Regions from separate parts of the Mus musculus genome. Here region 1 is linked to region 2. Evidence: chromatin contacts called from public Hi-C data. All regions are on one chromosome and are shown on one strand. Each heading gives the region's core, a stretch centred on a gene start, on an enhancer-like site or on the middle of the called end of the contact. The rest is flanking DNA. Distances are from core to core; before and after follow the strand shown. Region 1 has its middle 120 kb from the start of Gm41044. Region 2 overlaps Pik3r1 (phosphoinositide-3-kinase regulatory subunit 1).

Region 1 (3,066 bases), core at 514-3,013, 170 kb after region 2:
TGTACCAGTGCCATGTTAGTCATCCTAAGGCACGTGTTTGGTGTATACCTGGGTAAAGTAAAAACCAGAGGTTTAGGACTTCAAATCTTTTGAAGTGGGCCTTTCTTTGCATTTGTGTGTATTCTGTGTCTATGTGAGTGCATGTGCCCTTGTGTGGGCATGCACATAGAGGCTTGAGGTCAGTATGGGGTGCTTTCTTCTCTCAATTTATATCTTAACTTTTGAAACATGGAACTCATTCATTTAGCTAGACAGGCTGACCAGGCAGCCCAAGCGCTCATCTTGTCTTTGCCTTCTCAGTGCCGTGATAATTACGTACGTGCCGTCATGCTTGGCTTTTTATTTGCAGACCAGGGACTCTGAACTCAGATCCTAACTTTGGTGTGTAAGGACTTTATTCACTGAACCGTTTCTCTACCTCCCTCACTATATAGCCCGAGATGTCCTCAAATGCAAACATCGCATGCTTCAGACAGCTGCGTGCTAGGCTGATTGGTGTGTGCTACCATGGCCAGCTGATTAACTTCTGATGAGAAGTTTAAAAGGGACAAAAGAAATGGAACTTGGCTCTCAGCTTAATGGTGACCATAAATTGAAGCTAATTAGTACCTGTACACAGTTGGAAAAAAAAGATGAATAGAAACCTAGACTGTGGGGACTATGTTGAATGAAAACAGCATCATTAGAGACAACAGACATGGTCTATTTGACATCTCGTCGTTTAATGTTTGACAGCGTGTGTCCTTGTGCAGAACAATACTGGGAGCCAGATTAAATGTATAGGCAACTGGTAGATGTTTTCATTTCTGCACGTATATTGGGTACAATGAGACTTTTGTCATTTCAGTTTATTTCTGAACTCAGAACAGGAATGTGGCAGGTTCCCAATTTCCCAAATAACAACCAGATGTCAATACACTGACCATGTGACCAAAACATTTTCTGGTCAAAAAGTTGCTGCATCTGGCTTTTAGATTTAGTTGGTTCTACTAGAATCCCCAATTTAAAACGGCAATAATCCCTGTTCCAAGGTTATGTCAAACACCCCAGGGAAAGCTAATCAGTGGCAAACAGGACAGGCTACTTTCATAGCATTTGTGTGTGAAATGATGATATTTGAAAACAACAAATGTCATACATACATATACATTGACTTGAAGTTTGGAGATCTTACTGTTTATACAGATATTCAAAATTTATTAAAGAAAGAGAATGATAAATGGAAAACCAATATGAAAAATGACACTGAATTGCGACAACTATCAACAATGAATTCCTTATATGTAAAAGTATTTTTTCCAAAGTTAACATTTAGGATAGTGATAGATCTTAGAGTTTTCATGAGGACAAACATAATATATCACCATTGATGCTTTGAAATTAGTAAGTATAAAATCTCTCTGAACAGATTCTTTCTTTACCCCATAGACTTTGGGTTTCAAACATCTTTCTCTGTATTAAAAGAGATGACACTTAAGGACAAATGTATTCCTATCTCCCTCATTTCTTCCATCCACCTGCAGGTTTTCACCCCAAAGAGCCCCAGGGGTTCCAGCCAAGTCCAGTCTGCTTGAATGGATAGAAAGAATGAATGACACAGAAGAGGGTTTCAGAAACTAGCTCTTGGGTCATGTAGCTGATCAGGAACCACTAAATGGCCATTGTTCACAGCCAACTTTTAAAATGCTATCGCTTGAGTGAACTTAAACAAACGAAGGCGTGTGCATTAGTCCCCATGTGTATCTTTGTTAACTGAAGGTCGACTCAGAAGGGCCAGCAATGTACTTGCTTAGGGATCAACATGCAGCTTTTGAATTTCAGCTCAATTAGGTCAACGTAGCCTGTGCATGACATTCTGCTACAGGCCTGGGCTGGTGACCCATCCCACGGTTGTTAGCAGCATTGTCTTTTAGGGGCTCAACAAATGGTATTGGAGATATCTAGTGCTCGTCAGGGCATCTGATTTAAACAGTGTGGGACATCTTTCCACTGCTTTTGCCTTGCAACATCAACTTCTTTGTTAAATTTCTGTGTCCCGAGTTGGACCTGTTGAAAGCATCTTGAGCAATCCCCATTGTTTGTTAGCCATGCCCCAAGCTGACAAAAACTTGTCTATAAAAAATATCTTGTTCACTTTCTGCTGCCATTCCTGAATTTAATTTGCCATAGAGTTTTTGCCTCTGCTTCTCACTTTGGGAAGGCGGTTACAAAGTGTGACTCTTGAGTTGGGAGCGTTGGGGAGGGATGTGGGCCTGTCACCCCAGATGACCCTTAAGCCCATGGGATGAGAGTTTTGTTTGTGCACCTGTGGCAATAAGAGAGGAAGAACTTGGAATCCTCTCAGTCCCGTCCATCACAGCACAAAAGCCCATGGGCACAGAGCTGCAGGAGACTGAGTGGACCCGGAAGACAAACCCAGCATGCTGAAGCTGAATTTCCCAAAAGGCTATGAGCTGAAAACAAGGCTCATAGCTCTTACAGATGCCTGTGGCTGGAGTGAGTTGGAGCCTGCCCTTCAGGAGAAATGGAGAAAACAAAACAAAACTTCCCTCTCTTGGTGAATCTGGGGTGAGGTTTGGATGGGAGAAGGCATCTTAGAATGCAGTGTGTAAATCATGTGAAACTAACACATTTGTATACAGTAAATCTTGGGCTTTAAATCCTTTCAAATTAGACTACTAGGACACTTTGGACATCAAAGGTGGAAAGGTTCAGTAGAAAGAGAACAGGGCAAGAGATCTGGACCGCAGTGTTTCACTACCGTACCTATGCATGGTGACTTTGGGTAAGTAATTTAACCATTTTTAGGCTACTCCCTCTCTGTTTCTGTCTCTGTCTTTGGGTCTCTGTGTGTGTGTATGTGTGTTTCAAAGTTTTCTACATCACTGCTTCTTTTATTTTTATTAGTCCACTGAGAATTTTGTCTAATGGTATTTTGATTGTGGATTTGATCCCCAAATCCTTCCACATCCACCCACCCCCACTCCCTACCTACCCAATTTTACAGAGGACTTTAGTCACCCAGCAGGGGCCCCCAGAATCCTGGCTTGCATATGGTAACTATCA
Region 2 (2,901 bases), core at 371-2,870:
CTGAGGCCAGAGGAAATGGTCTTTCCTTTCCTAAACTTTTTAGCCAAGTACTCACAAACCCCATTTCTTCCCAAGAATATTTGCTTTTTTTTTTTTTTTTTTTAATTTCTCAGAGCCCAGTTTTAAAAGGCTGGAATTTTTCACAAGGCAAAATAATTCCATTTGCTAGTTGGCTCCTTCTCTGAGGCCAGCTCAGATCCTATGGGACACATAACCCTTAACTGAAATGCAGGCAAAGTGTCATGAACCATGCTAGGATATTGGTCAACCACAGCTCAAAGTACAAATTCAAAGGGAGATGGGGAGCTAGCTTTAAAGTAAGTGTGGCGAGCAGATGCACCCGCTGAGCATTAATCCTTCGGCCAAAGCAACAGAAACAGTCAAGGAGAAAATACAGACTTTATGCCTAGTTGGGGGAGTAGGGTAGGGAGCCAGATAGCAAGAACTACTGTTAGGAATATGGGGCAAGGTAAATAGATTCAATTGCTCTCAGTTCCTTAAGCCCGAGTCAAATTTTCTTATCAAATACTGCTTGCAGGGGCTGAGAAGTTCTAGGTGGCGGGGATCATCAAGCACGGGCAGGTTCTGGGTTCGATTCCTACCACTGGGGAGGCAGGAAATAGTGCAGGTACCATATTGGGAGGAGGAAAAAAATAGAAAACTGAGCAGCAGAGGCAAACAAAAAAAAAAAAGGCTTGGGAGAAAGAGTGGGTCTAGTCGTCAGCTCCTGTGTTGTGGAGCCAACCGCCACTGGATGGCAGTGAGGTTGTATCTACTGAAGCTGCTCTGTGAACGAAGGAGTTAGTCTTTTCTCCAACCGGCCTGGCCCCAAGGCCACAGAGGAAGGTTAAAAAGTAAAAATAAAATAAAAAATAAAGTAAAATAAAATGGTTCTTCTCTGCAAAGAAAGACTGGGTACCTCTGACCTAGAAATCACAAAGCTCAGTCTGATTTTTTTGTTAAGTTTCTTGAAATTTACTATCAATAAGTCTGGAACTGAAGACCAAAACAAGCTAGAGCTTCTAAATGATTTCTAGGAGTTTGAAATTCAGGCAGCACATGCCACACACATGCAAAAATCTGTATGCAAGCAGGCAGCACACACACATACACACACATCTGAATACAAGCAGGAAAGCACACACATACACACAGGCACACACATCACACACACACACCTGAATGCAAGCAGGAAAGCACACACACATACACACACGCACACACACACCACAGCACACCACACACACACATACACACACACACCTGAATGCCAGCAGGAAAGCACACACATACACACACGCACACACACACCACACAACACCACACCCCCCCCCACACACACACACATGTATACACACCCCTCTGAAGTTTGTTATTGAGATATTGTCATCTTGAACCTAGTAAACAAACTGAAACCACATCTTACCCCTACTATTCCTGGTGAACTTGATGGCTTCGCCACACTTTTCAAAGCTATACAGTTCCCTCCTTTCCTTGGCATTTGATCCTTTGGGGTGGGAGTGTGGGGGGGGGGGCTAGGGGAAGGGGGATTAGTAATCTCACCAGTGACAAGCTTTGCTTTCAGTAAGGACATTTGCCAACTTAAACAGCATCTCCCAGGGCAACAGGATAATGAAAGACACATGGAGGTCTTTGCTGTCATCAGATGCAAGCTCAGCTCTGCCTGAAATTGAGCCTGTAATTCGGCTGATCCTCATGTTAGGAGAGGTGTGACCCAGAGGGTCTAGAAGACAACCCTTGACTTAACAGCAGAGAAGGGTCCCAGGGGCAAACGTTCTCATCTTGCAGGGCTTCTGACCAGCACTACTCCTTCAGAGGAGACACAGGAAGCCAACTGCTCTAATTCTTGGCAGACACCTTAATATACTAAGTGTTGAAATCTTCCATCTCTGCTGCTGATAAAACTGAGGCTCTGCTACCCACCCTGGACCACCAGACACCAGCAGAACACATGCAGGTGGGTCACTCTCAATCACAGCCAAGACCCCATAAACCCCAAACCAGGGTCACAGCTCCTGAGACTCCTAACCTGGAACTCCAAGTTTCTCTTTTCCCCCCATTTCAGGACATAGTCAACTGTGTGCGTTTCTCCGTTCATCTAGAAAGACTTTTAAACCACGCAAAATCTAAAAATGAGAAAGAATGAAGAGTCTGGAAATTTCTGAAAGAAAGAACAGAAGCTGTAATGGTGCGCAACGCTGTTTCCTACCCTCTGCGGCTGGGTCCAGTGTCAGGCGTCAGTGGCTGATTCATCCACAGGAACTCAAAGCTGCCCCCACCCACAGGCAACTTGACCCAAGAATGGCTTATACGTACCCAGAGCCTCCATTTTTTTTTCTTGTTTTCTGTGGTACTAGGATTAAGCCCAGAGCTTCCTGCATATCAGGCAAGCACTCCACCACCATGCTGGCTAGTTTTATTGCAATTAGCCAGTTTTGAAAGAAGGGACCTCAGTTAAGAAAATGTCCCCACCAGATTAGCCTGTGGGCAAGCCTGTGGTACATCTTTTTTGTTTGGTGATTGCTAAGAGAGGACCTAGCTCACTGTGGGTGGTTCCTCCCTTGGGCTGGTGGTCCTGGGTGCTATAAGAAAGCAGGTTGAGAAGGCCATGAAAAGCAAGCCAGTAAGCAGCACCCCTCTACTGCCTACACATCAGCTCCTGCCTCCAGGTTCCGGCCTTGAGTTCTTGCCCTAATAAATCCCTGGTCCCTGGAATAAATTCTTTCATCACCAAGTTGCTATTGGTCATAGGGTTTTAGCATAGCAACAGAAACCCTAAGATAACCACTAAACTGATGTCAGTTACCATCCCTTTACTTCCTTATCTATTTATTTTCAAACTGGGTCTCAAACTCGCTTAGTGTAGCCCAGGCAGGTCTT

What was found. A called contact is a pair of places that touch in the nucleus more often than the background predicts.
Region 1: a contact with region 2 is called in a Hi-C map of uterus, with 3 times the contacts expected there. The contact joins two enhancer-like sites. A contact is called at or near these places in 8 of 484 Hi-C or Micro-C datasets (adipose-derived mesenchymal stem cells, bone marrow-derived dendritic cells, bone marrow-derived macrophages and 5 more), 1 of 115 datasets of contacts at active chromatin or transcription factors (bone marrow-derived macrophages) and 1 of 9 other capture datasets (bone marrow-derived macrophages).

Annotation. Positions count from the first base shown.
Region 1 is chr13:101,893,593-101,896,658 of GRCm38.p6, forward strand. No RefSeq gene overlaps it. Among named protein-coding and RNA genes, the nearest start is that of Gm41044, 120 kb to the right of the region's middle. Within about 2 kb of position 1,764, at least 2 of the 459 cell types and tissues checked have an H3K27ac peak or open chromatin away from gene starts, as enhancers often do. A contact at or near this core is called in uterus, where this site is marked.
Region 2 is chr13:101,728,266-101,731,166 of GRCm38.p6, forward strand. The region is part of intron 2 of Pik3r1 (phosphoinositide-3-kinase regulatory subunit 1); the gene reads right to left. Among named protein-coding and RNA genes, the nearest start is that of Pik3r1, 39 kb to the right of the region's middle. Within about 2 kb of position 1,621, at least 59 of the 459 cell types and tissues checked have an H3K27ac peak or open chromatin away from gene starts, as enhancers often do. A contact at or near this core is called in uterus, where this site is marked.